Regions from separate parts of the Gossypium arboreum genome. Here region 1 is linked to region 2. A link is a contact called in public Hi-C data. All regions are on one chromosome and are shown on one strand. The core of a region is the stretch at or near the end of the contact, and the rest is flanking DNA. Distances in the headings are between cores, read along the strand shown. Region 1 holds the start of LOC108472946 (dehydration-responsive element-binding protein 2D-like). Region 2 holds the start of LOC108466598 (GDSL esterase/lipase At5g18430-like).

Region 1 (5,389 bases), core at 1,243-3,742, 480 kb before region 2:
CAATTTAGAAAGATTATTTTTTGTGCATTAGTATAAAAAATGATCGCATCTTTCCTATTTTCTTTCCTTCATTTTTTTTTACATTTTTCTTCTTTCTCTTTCTATCCTTTCACTTTTTTCACTCAACTAAGCACACCCTTAATATTATAATTGCCGACTCAAAATTATACATCATGATTCGCCATTGGACAAATAATTGATTTTTAACTTTACTGTGGAGTTAAAAAGCTCTACTGCCTATAATCTCTTAAGTCTTAATAATTTTTTTGCTAGATTAAGCGTTAACATTAAGTTTGATATACATTCCATTCATATCATTTTTAGGTTAAATTATGTCATAATTATTTGTATTATTTGTAAATTTGAAGTTTGGTTTTGAATTTTTGTTTTAGGAATTTAGTCCCTCTATTTTTAGATTTCAAAATTCAAGTCCAATTGATAATCTGTTAAAATTATTTTGTTAAATTTAAATTCATTACAACATCATTTTAGTTATATTGCTAACAAGTATATATTTTTATTTCAAAATATCAAACCAACAAAGTTTAAAAAAATTAATAGTGTTAACAATTGAACTTAAATTTTGAAATTAAAAAAAAAACTAAAGTTTCAAAAATAAAATCACAAGGAATAATTTCAAATCTGTGAAAAGTATAGAGACCAATGGCATATTTTAATATATTTTTATGTGATTTTGCTTTTTAATTAATTTTCATATAATTTTATGTTATGTATTAATTCATTTACATCTTACATAATTGATGATGATGATTATTCTATATTAACTTAAATCAATCTACTTAAAATGGAATCATTATATTTACTCTATATTTAATTTAACAAACTTCTAATATTACATGGGTTGCATATAATTTTACTCATTTAATATTTAATCAAATTTTAAATATTATATTTTTAATTGTAGTATAATATTATTATTTGAATTATTAAATATAATTAAATATATTAACTTATCAATTTAAATTTTATAATAGAAAATTTTCAAATCAATATAGTTTTACTTTAGATAATTAATGCAAAGTAACATTATTCAAAACAATAGTTGATTAACATAAAAACTCTAATATATTAATTAAGTGATAATTAAAATGCTTAGAATTTTATTCAAGTAATAACTCTATTTTATAAATAAAATTAGGACAACTTTTTTTACATCAAAATTTTTAACTAGTAATTGTAATTTAAGTTATAATTATCACAATTTTTTTTATATTTTATGCTTATAGTTTTATTCAAGTAATAACTCTATTTTAAAATTAGCACAATATTTTTAACTAATAACTGTAAATTAAATTATAATTATCACAATTTCTATTAAATATTAATTCTTTTAAATGTATAATTACCACAACTTCTATTTATTTTAAAATAAAATTTAGTAATATGATAGAAAATAAAGGATATTCTCATCAGTCATTCATGCATTTAATATTTAATTAGTTTTAAAATATTGTATTTTAATTGCAGTAATTAGCATCAAAAATATTTTTATTTGAATTATTGAATATAATTAAAATATATTCATTTATTAATTTCAAAGTTTCTTTTATACATTGCAAGTCTTTCTTTTTGTACATTGTAAGTATTGAACTTAGTATTCAGATCTTCCTTTTATCTTTAAAATTAATCTAAACTAGTAATTTTATATATTATAGAATTATAGAAATATAGAGATTTAGTAAACTAGTATTTCAAAACTCAAACTTTAATGACTTTTGTGTTTCACATAATCAAATCACACAATCTCCTCAGATAATTTTACAGCATCACCAACTACCAAGAAAAAAAAGGAACTAAACACTTGCATAATTTATGAGAACTAGGAAGAAACAAAAGAGTTCTCTTCCTTTTTTGTATAGGGACATGGAAGTGGGCTAAAGATAAAGGCATAAGCAGATATATTGTTCACCCCCACGGTTCATTGAAGAGGTCAGCAATTGTCTTCAAGCTTCAACCACATCCATGATACGTGTTAATTATATTAATATAAAAGATATGAAGTTGAAAATCATGCTTGTTTCAAAGGCAGAGCCAACAATTCAATGTTCCCCGAAACCAGGACCTAATATATTTGATATTTCCCATTCTTTATTGAAGAAACAAAAATCCCAGTAATAATATAAAGCTAACAGGTGGCTTTTCCTTCATCGTCTGTCACTGACATGTGCCCTAATCATCTTCAATGTTTGGAGAACATATCATATATATTCATGGAAGTTCGTTTTTTCCTTTCTCTGAAAAAAAAAAAGAAAACTAATTAATTTAATCAGCTCCTTAAGGATGAAGGACTTCACTAGATTGAAGACAAGTGTTTTTGTCAACTTGACACTGGTCTTATCTGGATAATTAGATCTCATGCAAAGCCAACAGCCAAGCAGTTCCTTTACATGTGTCAAAACCCAGTTCCTTTGACTCAAATGAAACTTCCACCGTCGGGTTATTTGGTTCCCTTTAAAATCCCAGTAACTTAGTGTAGCCTTTTGATCTTTGGTAGCGCAAAATTTTACAATGGAAGCTCAAGGCAAAACAAATGGGGAGAGGCCTTCCATGGGGAAATCAAGGAAAGGTTGCATGAGAGGGAAAGGGGGTCCTGAAAATGCTATGTGTAGATATAGGGGAGTGAGGCAAAGGACTTGGGGCAAATGGGTGGCTGAGATCCGTGAACCAAATCGAGGCAGTAGGCTTTGGCTTGGAACTTTCAATACATCTTTTGAAGCTGCACTGGCTTATGATGCAGCAGCTAGGAAATTGTATGGTTCATCAGCTAAACTCAACCTTCCCCAACCTCATGATGATCATCAAACCCCTTGTTTTACCTCTTTGCCTGGAAATTTTGTTGCTTCATGCAAAGAAACTGGACTAACAATGAGACAGCCTCTGGGGAATGGTCTTTGTGTTGTGGAGTCACCACCAGGTTCTAGTGTGAGTTCTTCTCAAAGTAGTGAAGAGAGGATGGTGAGAAGAGAAATAAATACCAATGAGTTTAAGGGGTCAAGTCTAGGTGATGATGGGGAGGAAGTATTTAATTGGCCTGAGTTTTCATTAGAGAATGATTTCTTGGAAATGAGCGATATTGATGTTTTGATGGGTCAAGAGTTTAGGGATAATTGGAATGGAAATGAAATTGCTGGAATCCAGAACCAATGGTTCTTTTAAGCTTTTTTAGGTGTAAAACTTTTCAAGCTTCCTTGCACATTTTGAGGGCTTGAGAGATCCATAGGATGGTGAAGTAATGCATAGTTTCAAGGGTCTGTTTCTTTTTCTTTTCTTAGTTCCTCGCTGCCATTGAAGCAGCTTCTCTGTATTTTTTTATCTGCTTCAACAATGGCACTTAAACTTGCAGCTAACTGCAGTTTTTTTTTTCTTTCCAAATGGGAAGTTCGTTTGCTTTGAGACTGAGGAGGGATGTCCTGCCTTGCTGGTGCGTCTAGTCCTTTGGTTTTTTAGGAGATTCAGACCTGTGTTATGATGCTGTTCTGGTTTGTGCTATGCTGTCTCGATAGCAAACCTGGCTATTTGGGTGTTTGAGGTCTTATCCTCTTTTTTTATTATTATTAATAATAAAATTATTTCCCTGAGCTAAGCAAAAGAAAAAAAGAACAAGAGCATTGATATTACTATGTTTATATGTTATAACAGTATGATATCAAAGATCTGGAATGTTGAGACATATTTTATGGGGGTAAAGAGGAAGGTAAAAAGTTTGCAAACAGCTAAAATGATTACAACGTAGTAACCATCAACTTGTTTGACACTCATTAGTTGCTGTAAAAATAAATAACGAAACGACATAATGATGCACAGAACAAGTGAATAAGTATAACCAACAACTTTTGCAGGGCAAAAGCTTCCTCTGTTTCTGCTATTTTAGGAGCCAATGACTAAACCGTACCCATCATGACGTGACTCAACTAGCCAAAGTTCAAATTACAAAAAACAATACCTTACAACCTAGTTCTGCAGGGGCAGCGATGTTTACATATAGCTACTGTTACCAACTTTTGTTTCTATGAATCTGTAACGATATTACATATTACAAAAGAAATTATCATTGTTTCTATAGGATATAAAACCTTCTAAATCTGATATTACAACGCATATTATCAGCAGGTCTCTTTGGGTGAATCTGTAATGGATCAAAGACCTGAGGTCCAAGAACAGTGGAGATTGAGATTGGGCTTTTCCCCATTAGAAATGATGATGGTCTCCAAATCTCATACGGGCCAAGGCCCAAAATTTTATCCAATTAAATACAACTAGATTATAACATATTCAAAAATAAATTTTACGTAAATTTTGGATTTTTATTTTTATTCTTATAAAATGGGTTTTGTTTATAAATTTTGCACATTATTCAGTAAAATTTCATGGGTTTTGTTTATAAATTTTGCATATTTTTCAGTAAAACGTCATACTTTTCTAATTAAATTTTCAGGAAAATTAGTAACTCCTATATTGTATTTATGAATAATATTTTTAAGTTATTTTAATTTTTTAAAATTTAAAATATTTATTTTAAATCATAAAATTAAATTAATTATAAATTAAATAAAAATTAACTTGATTCAGTTAATTACAAAATTTTAATTTATAAATAAAACCCACCCAAATACTTTGTTGAAGTAAGATTTTTGATCTTGTTATAAAATAAAGAGAGATGGAGAGAACAAAAATAGAGAAAATATGAAAGTAATAGAGAATGTACTTTATTGATAAAAGGAATGATTACAATGCTTCATTAGAGTATCTATTTATACACATAAGAAGTATAAAAGAAGTAGAGATCTAATTCTAATAACTATTAGAATTTAAAGTACATCAAAACTTTATCTTTATCATGATGGACATCTACTTAATAAGATATTCATAACACTCCCCTTTGGATGTCCATTGGTAGATAATGCGCCTCGTTAAAACCTTATTACGAAAAACCCTGTGGGATAAAAAACTTAATGAAGGAAAAATAGTACACAATCTTCTATTACAAGCTGCCTCGTTAAAAAAAAATATTTACTAGGAAAACCCGATGGGGCAAAACCTTCGTTAAAAGAAAAGAGTACAACTTATTTTTAGACTCCCCATGATGGCAACATTACATTGCATTTTTGAGTCGACGCATTCCAATCTTGTGTAGTAGTCTTTCAAATGATGTAGTTGGCAATGCCTTAGTAAAAAGATTTGCTAAATTCTCACTAGCACGAATTTGTTAAACATTTATATCACCTCTTTTCTCAAGATCATGGGTGAAGAATAATTTTGGTGAAATATGTTTTGTTCTATCACCTTTGATATAACCACCCTTCAATTGAGCTATACATGCTGCATTATCTTTGTATAAAATAGTTGACATCTTTTCCTGTAAAGGCAA
Region 2 (5,413 bases), core at 694-3,193:
TTTACCGGAGAAAACTTCACTATAATCGGCTAAGAGAAGCTTTGGAGAAAGGCCTCCAAACCGTGAGCTTTTATCATCAATTCGTAAGAATTTGGCAAAAAACTTTACTAAGATCTCATCTTCAAAATAATCTACTATACATTACCCATTAATTAATTGTAAAAGTTGAGGTTTTGTTTTTAGGATTACACAAGGAAGGTGAGAAGATAGTTGTTATATTTGTATATATTCATGTATTTATTGTATAGTTATGTAGTAATTAAAGTTAATACAGTTAACTCTTTTTATAATACCACTATTTGTCAGTTAAGATTTTATTTGTTATAGAAAGACGGTTATAACTATTATAGAGAGAATTGTTGTAAACTTATTATAAAATTCATATTATGAATTTCATCAAAAGAAAAAGTAAGAATTAAATTTAAAAAAAAAAAGAAAGTGAAAATCAAACCAACAAAATTAAATGGCGTATAGCATATGCATGCATTGTTGCTTTTATGCGTATTTTATTTTACATTCTTTTATGTGAGTGACCAATTAAATTAATTAATTTGTCATTAGTTATTAAATTGAAGTAATCAACTTATGAGCTTATAATGTTCCAAATTTGTAGTATAATATTTAATTAAAAATTTAACAATTTATTGAATTGATATATTTAATTTCCCTCATTGAATATTATTTCATTTAATAAAATATGGTTAATAGGGTTTTTCATATGAAATTTAAACATTTTATTGAAATAAGATCTTTTTTAATAAATTATAATTAACATGCTTGTTTATATAAAATAATTATAATTTTACGTAATATTTTTTACAATATGTTGTTATAGAGAATTAATTTAATAAAATGATGCACTTCATAACTATGGTTGATGCTTTTATAGTGAAATTTTTTATAAGAATATATTTTATTTTTATAAAAATTTTAAAATTATCCTTTCAAATCCTAATGGAAGAAAATATTTTGTGATGATTAATTTACAACCATGACAGTTTATATATTATCAATTTATCATCTATAAAATTAAAGCTTAATAACAAATTAATTTTATGTTATAAATTCATATCATCATAATTGCCATATATGTGTGATGTTTTTATAATTGACATGAAGTTGTTTCACATGAGAAATTTCCCTCCAAAAATTAAGAGCATCCTTGTTAAGGATCATCTAGGAATTACTCCAAAAATATACATAAATGCATCCCTTCTAACTCACACCTGCAAGTAAGCCAATTCATGGTGCCGATATGTTAGCTCATTTGATGGGACTTCCAGATCTTCCCTAATGCTATAATCAGTTGTTTGCAATAAAAACAAAATTTAAAGCTGTCAAGTCAAGGTTACTAATGTAGTTTGAACAACTATGTTTCCCAATTTGTGTTCCAATCATTACAATGAGAAGAAAAGCAGGCTTTTAGAAAGAAATTAAGCCAACCCATTTCCTCAATCATACTGATGTTTCTTCTTGTACAAGATCAAAAGTATAGAAAGCTTCATTGTAAGAAAACGGTATCACTTGTTTCAAGATTTAAACCTTTCATCCTCTGTTTATCTGGAAAGTGTTAATGGTTAAAACGATGACTTTGAATGGTATTGTTATGATTAAATGCAATGCCAAGGCTCAAGCATCTTATAAATTCATATCTAACCTATAGCTAGTCCTGTGTGACCCAGAAGCAGTTGCCAGGCGGGACAGATCATTGTCATGTAAAATGCAACACTAGCAATAAATTCTCCTGGAAAAGGTGCCATTCCATCTTCATATCTCTTGGCGGTGATTCAAAAAGCAATAGCAAAAGTTGCTGCAAATAGTATATACAACTACCAAAAACAGCTCGCTTTTCTTGCCTTCTAGCTTCTCTTTAATTCAATGGTGGCTGAAGTTCCAGCTCTATAAAGCGAACCCCCCTCCCCCCATGAGTTTTCCTATTCACATAGAAAACTCTTCTTTGGTTTTCTTGTGATAATGCTAATGGCTTCTTCATCAACATTTACCCATTTTTTGATGGTTTTGCTTTTCCTGTTGGCCTTTGGGAGCATTGCTTCCTTAGCTGACGCTCGTGCATTCTTTATTTTTGGTGATTCACTTGTTGATAGTGGCAACAACAACTACCTTACAACAACTGCCCGTGCAGATGCACCGCCTTACGGAATCGATTATCCGACTCGAAGACCTACCGGGCGCTTCTCTAATGGCCTTAACATCCCAGACTTGATTGGTTAAGTTTCTAGTCAAGTTATTCTCTTTTTGTTTCTTTAATGTTGTTATCTTGTCTCCGCAGACAACATAAATATATGCTACATCAATGCTTGCCTGCAGGTCAGAAAATTGGGTTATCAGAATCCCCATTGCCATGTTTGAGCCCAGAGTTCAATGGGAAAAAGCTGCTTATTGGTGCCAACTTCGCCTCAGCTGGTGTGGGAATCCTTAATGATACTGGTGTTCAATTTGTAAGTCAGTCAGCAGCTAAGCAACCTCATCATACTTCATCAACACTGCCAGCGTTGTAACATTTTAACCCAAAATGTTGATATTACAGGTAAACATACTAAGAATGTATAGACAGCTTGAGTTGTTTCAAGAATACAAGCGAAGATTGTCGGGTCAAGTAGGATCAAGGCAAGCTCATAAACTTGTAAACCAAGCACTCGTACTCATCACAGTAGGTGGTAATGACTTCGTCAACAACTACTACTTGGTGCCTTACTCTGCAAGATCTCGCGAATACAAATTACCTGATTATGTCAAGTTTCTAATTTCGGAATATCGAAGACTTTTGATGGTATATTAACTCTTTCGACTTCTTTTACCTACTATGCACTGGCACTCACAAGAATGTCGGGAATATTTTAAAGACATGAACAATGTTAGTTCGTAAACATGTGAAGGAGAAACAGCATTTAGCTTGCACCATGCACGTGTTTTATTTGTAGTTTGTGAACCCCATTTTGTTCATCATTATTCATGCAGAGGCTATACAAGCTGGGAGCCCGAAGGGTTCTAGTGACGGGGACTGGACCAATGGGTTGTGTCCCGGCAGAACTGGCAATGCGGGGCACCAATGGCGGATGCTTCGAAGAACTACAACGCGCTGCATCTTTGTACAATCCACAACTTGTTGAGATGTTAAATGGACTGAACAAGAAGATTGGCAAAGATGTCTTCATTAGTGCAAATACTCAAAGAATGCACAATGATTTCGTTAGTGACCCTCGAGCCTTCGGTACTTTCCTAGCTTCCCCAAATCTCAACATTCCCCCGTCATTATTATTTCTTTTTTAAGTTAACCTGACTCTTTGTGATGGTTGGAACAGGATTCGTAACATCACAGATAGCCTGTTGTGGACAAGGACCTTACAATGGACTTGGTCTCTGCACTCAGCTGTCAAATTTATGTCCCAACAGAGCTCTCTATGCATTTTGGGATCCATTCCATCCATCAGAGAAGGCTAACAGATTGATTGTGGAACAAATAATGACTGGATCCAATGAGTACATGCACCCCATGAATCTCAGCACCATCATGGCCATGGATTCCAGGATCTGACATCAGCGCTATTTTCTTCTTTTTCATCATCTGGGTGTTCCGTAATAATCTGTTTCTTTCAACTGTCATAAATGTTATATTTCGAGCCGGTTTGCCTTTGTTTTGTGTTGAATGTAATGGGGAATTCAAATGATGCACATGCATTTGTAATGAATTGATGATTGTTAAAACCTCTTGCGCAATATCCTTGGGCATTGATGGCTAGATAGCCTGTTTATAGGGAGTAATAACTGGGAAATTTATCTTTTGAAATATATAATACAGCTCCACAAGAAAATTTAAGATAGGATGATATATACTTAATTGATATTTTAAAAATAAAAAAAATAAATGAGATATATAGTTGCATTTTAACCTATATCAAATAATAAATTTATAAGAATATATGAAAGAACAAATTATAAATAGTAAAGTTGAGAGTCACGATATTTTGGTGTCTTGTGCTCAAATGTTATATTAGAATATTAAAAATAAAAATATTCTCATAAGAATATTTATTATTTCTTAAATAAAAGATTTTCCGTATAATGTTAAAATTAGTCCTTAACATTTATTTTTTTCAATTTAGCTCTTTTATAGTTAAATTTTACTTCTAACTTTAAGAAAAGAAGAAGTTATATTTGACCATCAACCATTTAAAAGGAATTGAATTGCTGTTTTTAATAGAAATACTGTTAATTTTTAAACATGGTAGCTTGTATAGCAATCCACATGTACTTCATGTTAGTGGTTTTTTTTTTCATAAGCATTATATATATATATATATATATATATATATATATATATGCTGAAATTTTTAAATATTTTGTTGGCATGACATATAAAATAAATAGTACCATGTCAACATAAAATACATGTAGATTGTCACACCAACATCGTTAAAAATTAATATTTTAGTCAATATTTTCGTTAAAAATAATTTAACTCTTTTTTTTTAAACCTAAGGGTCAAATTTAACTAAAAAAGATAAGTATTAAATTTAACTAAAAACATTGAAATTATGCAAAAATAATAATAATAACATTTTGTATTGAATTATCTTGCGATCGACTCTTATACCAAATTAATAGAACTTGATTAAAAAGAGTGAGAATGTAGCAGAATTTCATTTGACCCTAGTTTTTCTTTTTAATCTGGGAACGAATTAGATTTTTTTAAAAAATAACTGAAACCATGTAGGTGCTAGAATCAATTAATAATTTCATAATTATATATTTGATATGCAAAATATGTTAGTCATTAAAAAAATTAATTTTGCTCAATCAGCTGATACAATTGGCAAAGGTTGAGATCTTGAATTTTGTATATCTAAATTTAAGTTCTACCATTTATAATTATTATATGTGGGTCTTCAGTTTTATCATATGTTATTATTATGTGTGAGGTTTAGTTCGGATTATTCTTCTCTCTAATTTATTTATATTTTATATTTAGTTCGATTCTACTTTTAATTGCTCAAATATGTATTTATATCTGTACTATCATCCCTATACTTTCTCTCAAAGAAATTTTAATTTGACATTTGAGAACATTAACGTGGAAATATAGATTTGGATTTTATTTGCTATATAAATTATAAGAATGAAATGTAATATTATGAATAAATTAGTTGAACTTCAATGTATTATATATTTGGAAAGTATAAAAATATATGAATTTGTCAAATTCATAAATTCTTTACAATTATTAATAAATATTGGGTGTAGTGGTAAGTTAAATTGCATTCTTGGAAGAGAATGTAAGTTCGAAATTTGGAGACAACATTGTTGAGAGGGACAATCATATAACTATGAACTTTGAACATAGATTGTAAAACAGACATAGAAGATATATAAAAAAAAAAGGCATAATCGTAAA

The links. A called contact is a pair of places that touch in the nucleus more often than the background predicts.
Region 1: a contact with region 2 is called in a Hi-C map of leaf, with 3 times the contacts expected there. The contact joins the promoter of LOC108472946 here to the promoter of LOC108466598 in region 2. A contact is called at or near these places in 2 of 5 Hi-C or Micro-C datasets (both in leaf).

The regions. Positions count from the first base shown.
Region 1 is chr11:111,793,570-111,798,958 of ASM2569848v2, reverse strand. LOC108472946 (dehydration-responsive element-binding protein 2D-like) reads left to right here and starts at 2,492. Exons shown (of 2, transcript XM_053022260.1): 1 at 2,492-3,269; 2 at 3,401-3,599. The coding sequence starts at 2,530. The coding sequence ends at 3,177.
Region 2 is chr11:111,308,591-111,314,003 of ASM2569848v2, reverse strand. It overlaps LOC108466598 (GDSL esterase/lipase At5g18430-like), which reads left to right and starts at 1,943. Exons shown (of 5, transcript XM_017766985.2): 1 at 1,943-2,227; 2 at 2,329-2,459; 3 at 2,549-2,791; 4 at 2,980-3,232; 5 at 3,324-3,710. The coding sequence starts at 1,975. The coding sequence ends at 3,556.